2 separate regions of the Triticum aestivum genome follow, and region 2 is linked to region 1. Evidence: chromatin contacts called from public Hi-C data. All regions are on one chromosome and are shown on one strand. The core of a region is the stretch at or near the end of the contact, and the rest is flanking DNA. Distances in the headings are between cores, read along the strand shown.

Region 1 (5,558 bases), core at 1,850-4,349:
GTAGTTTTTTTTTTTTGAGATAGCTTACCAGGCTTGCTGCCTGGTGACAGTAGTTATGCAACTCGCACGGCAGAACCATTATGTGTAGCTATATATGATTATGTAATCATGCGACTCGCACGGCAGAACCATTACGTGTAGCTATATATGTGTACATGCAATGTTGTGCAGGCAGTATATGTGGGCGTACGCACCCACGAGTTCCCGACGCAGAAGGCGACAAATCGAAGTGCACGGTTGCACCATGTGCGCTGTGGCGGAGCTATATAGGAAGAGAATTCTTGATGGCCAGTTGCGTTGCAGTACGAGGACATTGTTGCACCCAAGAAAAACACATACACGAAACATTATTTGTTGAGGGCAGCAAGTCTGGAGAGCCCGGCAAATATTTGAAAGCTCTTCGAAAAAAATTAGTTGGAATTATTGCATTTTATTCAGGGAGTGAAGTGCATCATAGGTTCTCAAACTATTTCAGAGGTGTCACATATGTCCTCAAACTATGAAAATCGCATCCAAATCCTCATAGTGCAATATGTGTGCCATCCTGGTCCTCAAACTATTTCAAAGATGTCACATAGGTCCTTAAACTATTTCAGAGGTGTCATATATATACACACTCATTACACTTCAAGAATTTTTGAGGACCTAGATGACACTTTTCTTAGTTTGAGAACCTACATAACACCTTCAAAATAGTTCGAGGACCTAGGATGCACTTCACTCTTATTCAAATCCCAGGAATCTCCCAAGCTACCACAGAGTCGAGACACTCTGGTGGAATATGGAGCAAAGTTTTACAAAGTTTCTTGGTGCAATCTTCCCTAGCCATTACATACACTGCACTATTCGCAGCAACACACCCAGCTTATCTTAAACTCATCGAGAAAAGCTCTTCTCCTCACGTCGGCGCCGCCGCCGGTCCACCCCATCTTTGATGGCCTCTAGGCCATGGAGGTGCGGAGGATCTCGGCCCCCCGCCGGCGGGAGGGGGGCCATTCTCGTTCTTGTTAGATTCGGCGTCTTGGTTGGGGCTATGTTGCGTCCGCGATGTCCCTTAGTAGAAATAATGTATCCCATGTTTTATCCCCGTCCCGATGATGTGTCTAGCATCATCGGAAGGCGTGTGGAAATTTGTCTCCGTCGGATCTCACGGGATTCGGTTGGTGCTGGTCTTTGATTGATCTGTTTGGATCCAGTCTTCGTTTGGGTGTTTACTGGTTTGATCCTTCTGATTTACGACTTTTTTCATCGTTGTTGGTTGCTACTCTGTTGCGTTGGTCCTATGGGGTCTTAGCACGACGACTTCCCGACTGTCTACTACAATAAGGTTTGCCCGGCTCCGGTAAGGGAGGGACGATGACGGCGGTGCGCCTTCGGCTCGCTCCAGTGCTTGTAGTCATCGCTAGGTGGTCCAGGAACATGATTGTAATTTTTATTACCTCTGTTGTTCTTTGTACTGTCATGATTGAAGAAGAATGGATTAGAAGTTTCTCGCAAAAAAAAAACTCATCGAGAGTTTGAAGTAGTGTTTTGATCTCCTGAACCATATGCCGGTATGTGGACAGATCCTTAGCATGATCATCTTTATTTGTTGAGAGCGGCATCACTATGACAATTCTATGCGGACCAAAAAAATAAAATCGCATTAAGCTACTACCACTAGAAAGCAGAGTTGACGAGCCATGTTTTCTACCGTGATGCAGGCATGCAGCTGGGGCACTAAGACACACTGGAGATGAGTCTTTCAGGTTTGTATGTTTCTGTTCAAGCATAAGGTTACTCGTTTCATTTCGTCTACCGAAAAAAGCTTGCTAATCAACTTGCAAAAAAAAAAAACTTGTTTTTTTAACTAAAAAAAAAGCTTGCTAGTCATTTTAGAATCAGTTAGGTATCTGGTCACATCCACTCTTCAAATATAAGTGCCAGTTTCGTGATTTTTTCCCTAGCATTGTTGGCAAAGCACTTCCAGTTTACCTGTTTATTCCACCTAACAATATGCATCTGCCGACCTCGATATCACCCATTTAAACTCCCCATGTATTGCGAGACCTCGGAAATGGCCACATTTGTATCAGTAGGTGCGGATTTTCTTCTAATACATCCAAATTGACCTATCTTCAACCACCGAAAATCTAGGTGTTCTTGCCATGGAAGCATCCCCCTTTGGTACTTTGACTTCAGTCTTCAGGAATGCCCACCAGAGACAACCAGCGTGTCCATGCTGTAAAGGAAACCTCATCATCCTTCTTTTTTTATTTTTATTTTTGTGGTGGGAGAAAACATCTTCTGCTAGTGCATGTTTCTTTCTCATTTCTCCATTTCTTGTCCAGACTATAGATACTAACATATTCAGCAAATTTGCTAGTGAATTTTGCAGTGACTTCACGAAGACTGCGTGTAGGCTGACCATACTAACGGACACGAGCGGCGATAGGCTACTGAGCTAGGAGGAAGGAAGCCCTTTTGCCACTTGTACGTATGGCTGGAAGGAGCGCAGCGCAGCAGGGTGGCGATTATCAGAGAGCATAGATAGCATGGAGTCGAACGATTGTTTGTGTAATCCATGAGCATAGATACTAGAATAGGAGCTCAGTTCAAACTCCAAAGGCGAATCGCGACGTTTTACTCCGATTGGACAGCTCCCAGAATGAGACCGATTGTTTTTGTAATCCATGTGAACAGATTTCTTTTTTTTCCGTTGTTTTGGCTACCACTCATGAATGATATGAATCCATGGCGATTCCTCGCTGCAAATCATGGGAAGAATGAATGTCTGAATCTTTTTTTCTTCTGCCAAAACATGCGTGTGGTTCGTCAGTGTCGGAACCAAACACAAAGACATAGACATATATGCTGTTGTTCTATATGTTGAGCTGGATCCACGGCGAGGGAGTGGTGGCGGACTGGTGGTGGGAGATGAGGACTTGCCACAGCCATGGGACGAGGGGAGATGGGTGCTGGCCACGGGCTGAGCGTGATGTGAGAGCGTAGTGTCCCCGTCCGTGTCTGTCTGTGTCGTGGCGATCTGGGGGGATGGCAAAGCATGCAAGCGAACAAAGGGGCCTGTGGTCGATGGATCGCGACGTTTGTTGCTACTGCTGTGCTGCTACCAGCATCGGTCCCTTTCCATTGCGACCGCGCTTTCCTAACAGAACATGTGTGTAGGCTGACCTGCGGGGCCTGGGCCTGTGCCGGGCATTGTCATATCTTGTTCCTTGGTTGCTGTCCAAAGTCATTTTTATCTTGAAAAGGGCTAGGGCGTGAAGTGTGAAACCCCTCAATTTTCACCTCTCTCGAGTCGCCTCCTCATCCGTGCATCTCTTTTTTGATCAGTGTGGTGTCGATCTTCTTTGCTCTTTTGTTCTCTGACACATCTCCATCCACCGCAACCCTTTCCCACCCTTGCCGTGTCGATTAGACCAACCATCCAAGGCCGGGGGGTGCCGGTAGCCCGGTACTACCTGTCCGACCGTCGATGAGCATTTTCAAGTTACCGACATCCAAACAGTTCCTTCCTCCCGTTTTTTCCCGACCACTCTCCCCGATTCCTCGCCCCCTTTCTATCCCCATATATAGCCATGAAGCTAAAAATATGGATGAAACCCTTGGCTTATACTAGATAATGACATTTCACATGTGCAGTATACACATCGATGTCTTCACGTAACCACTCTATAGTTACCTTTCCCAGTTTCCACCATGGGGCGGGGGGTTTCTCGCACTATAATTTGTACTACTTTTCATTTTCTATTGAATTCATGCACCAGCCAACTCATCCAAAAGTCCGAACTGATGAAGAAAAACGGACAATATATTTCAACACTCCCTCTCACGCCTAGGCTATTTTAGTCCTTAGACGTGGGATCGATGTAGGGCGCAGAATCATTTTTTTAATATTGCGTTGACAGGGTTTTGAACTCAAGACCTCTTGGCTTAGATACCATATTGAATTCATGCACCAGCCAACTCATTCAAAAGTCCGAACTGATGGAGAAAGGCGGACAATATATTTCAACATCTCCTCTCCTCAAGATCTAAGCATTAGCCCTGTTCTACCGTTCTTTTGCCAACCATCCCCTCTTGGCCTTTTAGCTTCGCGGCTCATTCACCGCTTTAGCTCCAACGGTGGTTGTGTGCTCTCGACAATATGCATCCGCTCCCTGAATCCAATGTTTCCTCCTTCGATTGTGAGACTGGGCCCGAATACGATCTCGCCGGCCTCGATCCTCTGTCTGTCTCATCGATGACTTGGGTAGCTTCAGATAGGGGCTTGTGGGTGCTCGTCTCGAATGAGGCGTCAGGTTTGGTGCTAACCACCAAAGTGGTTGACATTCTTCTTGGCCTTCTTGTCTAGCGACGTTGTGTCTGAACCACAACAAGCTAAGGACAATGGCCCCGTCGTTACTTCTCCAGCTGCATTCATGGTCTCGCCTTTCGTAGCATTTTGTTATAAAGTTTTTTTCTGCAACGCCCTCATGGTGACGATGTGCTTCGTTCTTTCATTCGTTTGTACATCTACATTTGTGCTTCTCGTGGAACATGTGTTGTGGCAAAGTAGCAGCGGAGTTTAAGGTTATAGAGCAACCTAAATTTTCTTTTCGTTTGTATTCACTTTTTTGTGGAATAGTTGTTCACATTGGTCTGGCCGCCCGGGCTGGTGGAGGAGGCCGAATAACCAATCGACAAACAACGGAGGTGCGTGCGCCTACTGCCTAGTAGGTACTCCGGCTGTAAATTAATATAAGACCGTTTAGATCACTGTAATTGTTGTACTGATGATTTAAACAATTTTATATTACTTTACAGAGGGAGTGTGTACGATCTCTGGCTGGTTGCTTGCTGCCTCAACCCGCTAGCTGGCTAGCTGCTCGCTCGGACGTATCCCTGGCTACGCGCGGACGGGTGCGTGCATGCGCCGATTGCAGTTGGCGGTTCAGCCGTTTTGTCCCGTCTCTTCCTTGGCATTGGCGACTTGCTACCCCGGGGAGAACAGGAGAGTGTCCTCACCCTGTACAGAGTCGCATTTCTCTTCGAAAAGGTAGTAGGAGTACTGCGGAGAGGTGCGTACCGGGTGTACGCTACAGGAGTATGAGGGAGGGATAGCAGCGCCAGCGCCACTTTTTCTGTCGTCCCGCCGGCTGCACTGTTGGAAGTTGGAACGCCCAGTTCGGATCACGTGATCGCCGGCGCCGTGCTCCTCTTCGTGCATGCAAAGCGCGCCATGTCAAGTACTCCCTCTGTTCCAAAATAGATGACTCAACTTTGTACTAACTTTAGTACAAAATTAGTACAAAGTTGGATCATCTATTTTGGAACGGAGGGAGTAATTCGGAAGGGAGGGAGTACATCCGTAGTGAGGTCCTCCCGGATGGGGTGGCTCGCCTTGTCCGTGCGCGCACTGTTCACGGGTCAAGCTCAAGCCGATCGCCAGCGGCGGAGGACGGCGAAAGGCCACGACGACCGAAGAAAGAAAGAGAAGGTGTGTCGGCATGGGAAGCTGTATGCCGTCGCTGTCGCGTGGGGCTGGATCGAGATGAGCCGAGTAGATGTCGTGTCGG
Region 2 (5,189 bases), core at 2,177-4,676, 120 kb before region 1:
CGACGAGGTCTTCGCCAAGATCCGCCTCGTCCCCGCCCGGTCCCAGGACGCCGCCGACGCCGACGACGCCATTGCCGCCGCCGCCGCGGCCCAGGAGGACAAGCCCGCCTCCTTCGCCAAGACGCTCACGCAGTCCGACGCCAACAACGGCGGCGGCTTCTCCGTGCCGCGCTACTGCGCCGAGACCATCTTCCCGCGGCTCGACTACTCCGCCGACCCGCCCGTCCAGACCGTGCTCGCCAAGGACGTGCACGGCGTCGTCTGGAAGTTCCGCCACATCTACCGCGGCACGCCGCGCCGCCACCTGCTCACCACGGGGTGGAGCTCCTTCGTCAACCAGAAGAAGCTCGTCGCCGGGGACTCCATCGTCTTCATGAGGACCGAGAACGGGGATCTCTGCGTCGGCATCCGCCGCGCCAAGAAGGGGCGCATCGGCGGCCCGGAGCTGCTGCCCCCGCCCTCGCCGGCGGCGGGCGGCAATTACGGAGGGTTCTCCATGTTCCTCAGGGGGGAGGAGGACGGCGGCGGCAACAAGATGATGGGGGCGAGGGGGAAGGCCAGGGTCAGGGTGCGGCCGGAGGAGGTCGCCGAGGCGGCCAATCTCGCCGCCAGCGGGCAGCCGTTCGACGTGCTCTACTACCCGAGGGCGAGCACGCCGGAGTTCTGCGTGAGGGCGGCCGCGGTCAGGGCGGCGATGCGCACCCAGTGGTGCCCCGGCATGAGGTTCAAGATGGCCTTCGAGACGGAGGACTCGTCCAGGATCAGCTGGTTCATGGGGACTGTGTCGGCCGTGCAGGTGGCCGACCCCATTCGATGGCCCAATTCACCTTGGAGACTTCTTCAGGTACCACATCTCCACTCCTCCATCACTCATCTCATCTCTAGTTGTATTAAATTGTGTACAAATCCACCCTCTCAAGGACAGCACCACAAGATTGCATTCCATCTATTGACTGGGATTGACTGGGAGTAATTGAATTGATTGCATTTGACTGTCAAAATGCTGAAGAATTCTTTCTTGTCTTTGGTACTATGGCCTTGTGCTGCAGGTGACCTGGGATGAACCGGACCTGCTGCAGAATGTGAAGAGGGTGAGCCCATGGCTGGTTGAGCTGGTCTCAAACATGCCGGCCATTCACCTCGCTCCGTTCTCGCCGCCCCGGAAGAAGCTCTGCGTTCCGTTCTACCCCGACCTCCCGGCCGACGGCCAGTTTCCAGCCCCGATGTTCCACGGAAACCCACTCGGACGCCGCGGCGGCGTCGGTCCGATGTGCTATTTCCCGGACGGCACTCCTGCAGGCATACAGGGAGCCAGGCATGCTCAATTTGGTATACCTTTATCAGATCTCCACCTTAACAAACTGCAGTCGAGTCTGTCACCGCACGGGCTTCACCAGGTCGATCACGGCGGGCAGCCGCCGAGGATCGCCGCTGGGCTCATCATTGGTCACCCGGCTGCGCGAGACGACATCTCGTGCATGCTCACCATTGGCAGTCACCAGAACAACAACAACAACAAGTCAGATGTCAAGAAGGCTTCACCCCAGCTGATGCTCTTTGGGAAACCCATACTCACTGAGCAGCAGATCACTTTAGGTAACTCTGGGGGTTTCTCTCCATCTGCTGCTAGGAAGAGCTCCTCTGAAATGAGCGCCGAGAAGTCGGCGAATAACTCTGATCTTCCAAGCCCGCAAAGCAACCAGAACGGCACTACGAAGAACTTGTCCTGCGGAGGAGTTCCATTGTGCCAGGACAACAAGGTACTCGATCTCGGGCTGGATATCGGGCACTGCAAGATATTCATGCAATCAGAGGACGTCGGGCGCACGCTTGATCTCACCGCTGTTGGTTCTTATGAAGAGTTATATCGCCGGCTTTCTGACATGTTCGGCATGGAAAAAGCCGAGCTGATGAGCCATGTTTTCTACCGTGATGCAGCCGGGGCGCTCAAACACACTGGAGATGAACCTTTCAGGTTTGTATGATTTCAGATTAAAATGTACTATGTTTCTGTTCAGGCATTAGGTTACTCGTTTCATTTCGTCTTTTTAAAATGCTTGGTAGTCATTTTAGAATCAGTTAGGTATTTGGTCACATCCACTCTTCAAAAGTAAGTGGCAGTTTCCTAATATTCCATTAGCATTGTTGGTTAGAAACCTCCAGTTTGCGTGTTTATTCCACCTAACATCGCACATCTGTTGACCTCAACATCACCAATTTAAACCCTGCATCTATTGCAAGACCTCGGAAATGGCCACATTTGTATCGGTAGTAGCGGATTTTCTTCTAGTACATCCAAATCGACGTATCTTCACACACCGAAACTCTAGGTGTTGTTGCCTTGGAAGCATCCTGCTCCTTATGGTACTTTGACTTTACGAGTTCCCACCGATGATCACTAATGTTTCCTTACTGTTGAAGGAAACATCATCATCTGCTGCAAAAAAAAAAAAAAATCTCTCTTTCTCCATTTCTTGTTCAGACTAGATACTAACCAATTTATGAGTTCTCTCCGATGACCACTAATGTTTCCTTACTGTTGAAAGAAACATCATCTTCTGCTGCAAAAGCATTTTTTATGTCTTTCTCCATTTCTTATTCGGACGAGATACTGACCTATTTAGCAAACTTTGCTGTGAATTTTGCAGCGACTTCACGAAGACGGCGCGTAGGCTGACGATACTTACGGACACGAGCGGCGACAGCAGCGTAGCGAGCTAAGGGGGGATGAGGAAGGAAGGAAGCTCTCTCGCCACTTGTACGTACAGCCGGGTCGATGGCGGCGCGGCGCAGCACGGTGGCGGTTCTCAGAGAGCGTAGATAGCGTGTACGGGGCGGCAAATTCCGCGGCCTGGATGGATGCAAGTCAAGAAGCACCGCCGGTGCAGGCAGCTTCAGTTTTTCTCCGGTTATTAGAGAGCTCCCAGAATGGGACTGGTGATTGTTTGTGTGGTGATCCGTGAACAATTTTCTTCTTCTTTTTTTTCCGTTGTGTTGGCTAGTACCACCCATTGTGATGATGTTAGCAGTAACTCTGGCCCGGAATCCATGGCGGCTCCTTGCTGCAATTCCTGGGAAGAATGGGTCTCTGAATCTTCTTTTGTTCTGTGAAAACATGCGTGTGGTCCGTCGGTGTCGGACCCAAGCACAAAGCAGAAGAGAGACATATATGCTGTTGTTCCATATGGTGCGCTGGATCCACGGCGAGGTGGTGGTGACTGGTGGCGGTGGGAGACGTGGACATGGCTGGGATGGGTGCCGGCCAGCTCTCCGGTTCCTTCCACGGCGTGATGTGAACGGGTGTGGAGCGAGCGCGTGGTGTCCGCGTCCGTGTCTGTCCGTGTGGTGGCGATCTGGACTGGAGGGATGGCAAAGCGGGGCAAGCCAACAAAGGCGCCTGTGGTGGATGGAGCGCGACGTTTGCTGCCGCTGCTGTGCTGCTGCCATCCTCGGCCGCTTTCCGTTGCGACGGCGCTTTCCTGACGGGACATGTGTGTAGGCCAAGGCTCGGGGAGTCGCTGACCGGCGTTGTCATATCTTGTTCTTTGGCTGCTGTGGAATGTCGGTTTTTACCTTGAAACCAGCTAGGGTGTGAGGTGTGAACCGCCTCTCTTTTCATCCCTCTCGTGTCGCCGCCTCGGCCGTCCCTCTCTTCTTTGCTATTTTGTCGTCTGGCACATAACCTGCAACTCTTTTCTACCCTTGCCGCGTCGATCAGACATCCATCCAAGGACGAGGGATACCGGTACTACCTGTCTGACCGTCGATGAGCACTTTTAAATTACCGTCATCCATCCAGACACTCCCTTCCTCCCGCTGCTTCCCAACCACTTGACGCATCCTCGCCCCCTACCCCGTATATGGCCATGAAGCTAAAAATATGAGTGAACGCATAGCTTTTTTTTTCGTTTGTACATAATGGCATTTCATGTCTGTACGCGCTGGCCGGGCGCGCGCCTACCGCTTAGTACGTGTACCATCTCCGGCCGGTTGCTTGCTGCCTCGACCCGGTAGCTAGCTGCTTGCTCGCTCGGACATATCCTGGCTACGGAGTACGGGCGGGCGGGTGCGTGCGTGTGAGCGCTCCCGTGTCTTCTTTGGCTAGTGCCGGCTTGGCACGTCGGGTGTACGGCGAGTCGCATTTCTTATCGAAAAGGTAGCGCTATCAAGAAGAGGCTAAATTTCGTGTTTGGACCCTTTTCTGAAATTTATTCGAGATTTGACCTCAGTTTAAAAAAAATTCAAGATCTAGCCTTTTTGCTACCGCCAGGGACCTTGACGGTAGGGTTGCATGCTCTACCATCAAAAACCTCCTAAATATTAAACATAGTGCGTTCTCGTGCCTACCAGCCAGCCAGGTTGTGCAGGCTACCGCCAGCCAGGTTGGCGTTAGCGATGTTTCCTACCGCCAAAGTCTCTGGCGGTAGCCTGTTAGACCCTACCGCAATGAACTCTGTCGGTAGCAAAAGGGTCAGATCTCGAATTTTTTTCAAATTAAGGTCAAATCTCGAATAGGTTTAGAAAAAGTTAAAACACGAAATTTTGCCCCAAGGAGAGGTACGTACCGGTACCGGTACCGGGTGTGCGCCACAGTAAGGGACAGCAGGTTTTTCTGACGTCCCGGCCGGCTGCAGCACTGTTGGAACGCCCAGTTCGGATCACATGGTCGCCGGCGCCGTGCTCCTCTTCGTACATGCAAAGTGCGCCATTCCCGGGCTACGTACGCAGATAGTACGCCGCCTACTGTATATCCGTAGCGAGTATCCTCCACGGACCGGATGGGGTGGCTCGCCTCGCCGGTGCTGCGCGCACTGTTCACGGGTCAAGCTCAGGCCGATCGCCAGCGCGCGGCGACCAAAGAAAGGTGCGCGGCGCGGCGGCCGTCGCTGTCGCGTGGGGGTGGGGCTGCCGGCGGTGTGCCGAGTAGATGTCGTGTCGGGAGCAAAGCTTTTGGCTCGTCGCTTTCGTCGCGGGTGTGCGCACAGTGATCTCGATCGGCTGGTCACATAGCTAGCTAGCTGCTCTCCTCCGTGCAAAAGACAGGACAAGGTTAAAGAGGGGTGGCGCTGTCACGCTCCAATTTATGCTGCTGCCTCGTGTGTACCGGAGCGTATAATTGACTCGCCATGCATGCTAGTTTTTCTTTTCTTTTTTAAGGCGGCTCGTGTAGTTGGTCCCGGTATTCTTTG

Evidence for each region. Hi-C and Micro-C count contacts between places; a contact is called where the count stands out from the background.
Region 2: a Hi-C map of leaf shows a contact between it and region 1, with 4 times the contacts expected there. The contact joins two enhancer-like sites. A contact is called at or near these places in 4 of 5 Hi-C or Micro-C datasets (leaf and root) and 1 of 1 datasets of contacts at active chromatin or transcription factors (leaf).

Annotation. Positions count from the first base shown.
Region 1 is chr7A:645,642,957-645,648,514 of IWGSC CS RefSeq v2.1, reverse strand. No RefSeq gene overlaps it. Among protein-coding and RNA genes, the nearest start is that of LOC123148921, 15 kb to the right of the region's middle. Within about 2 kb of position 3,099, at least 1 of the 8 cell types and tissues checked has an H3K27ac peak or open chromatin away from gene starts, as enhancers often do. A contact at or near this core is called in leaf, where this site is marked.
Region 2 is chr7A:645,768,043-645,773,231 of IWGSC CS RefSeq v2.1, reverse strand. It overlaps LOC123148922 (auxin response factor 18), which reads left to right. Exons shown (of 4, transcript XM_044568446.1): 2 at 1-844; 3 at 1,050-1,975; 4 at 2,649-3,078. The coding sequence ends at 2,721. Among protein-coding and RNA genes, the nearest start is that of LOC123148922, 3.6 kb to the left of the region's middle. Within about 2 kb of position 3,426, at least 6 of the 8 cell types and tissues checked have an H3K27ac peak or open chromatin away from gene starts, as enhancers often do. A contact at or near this core is called in leaf, where this site is marked.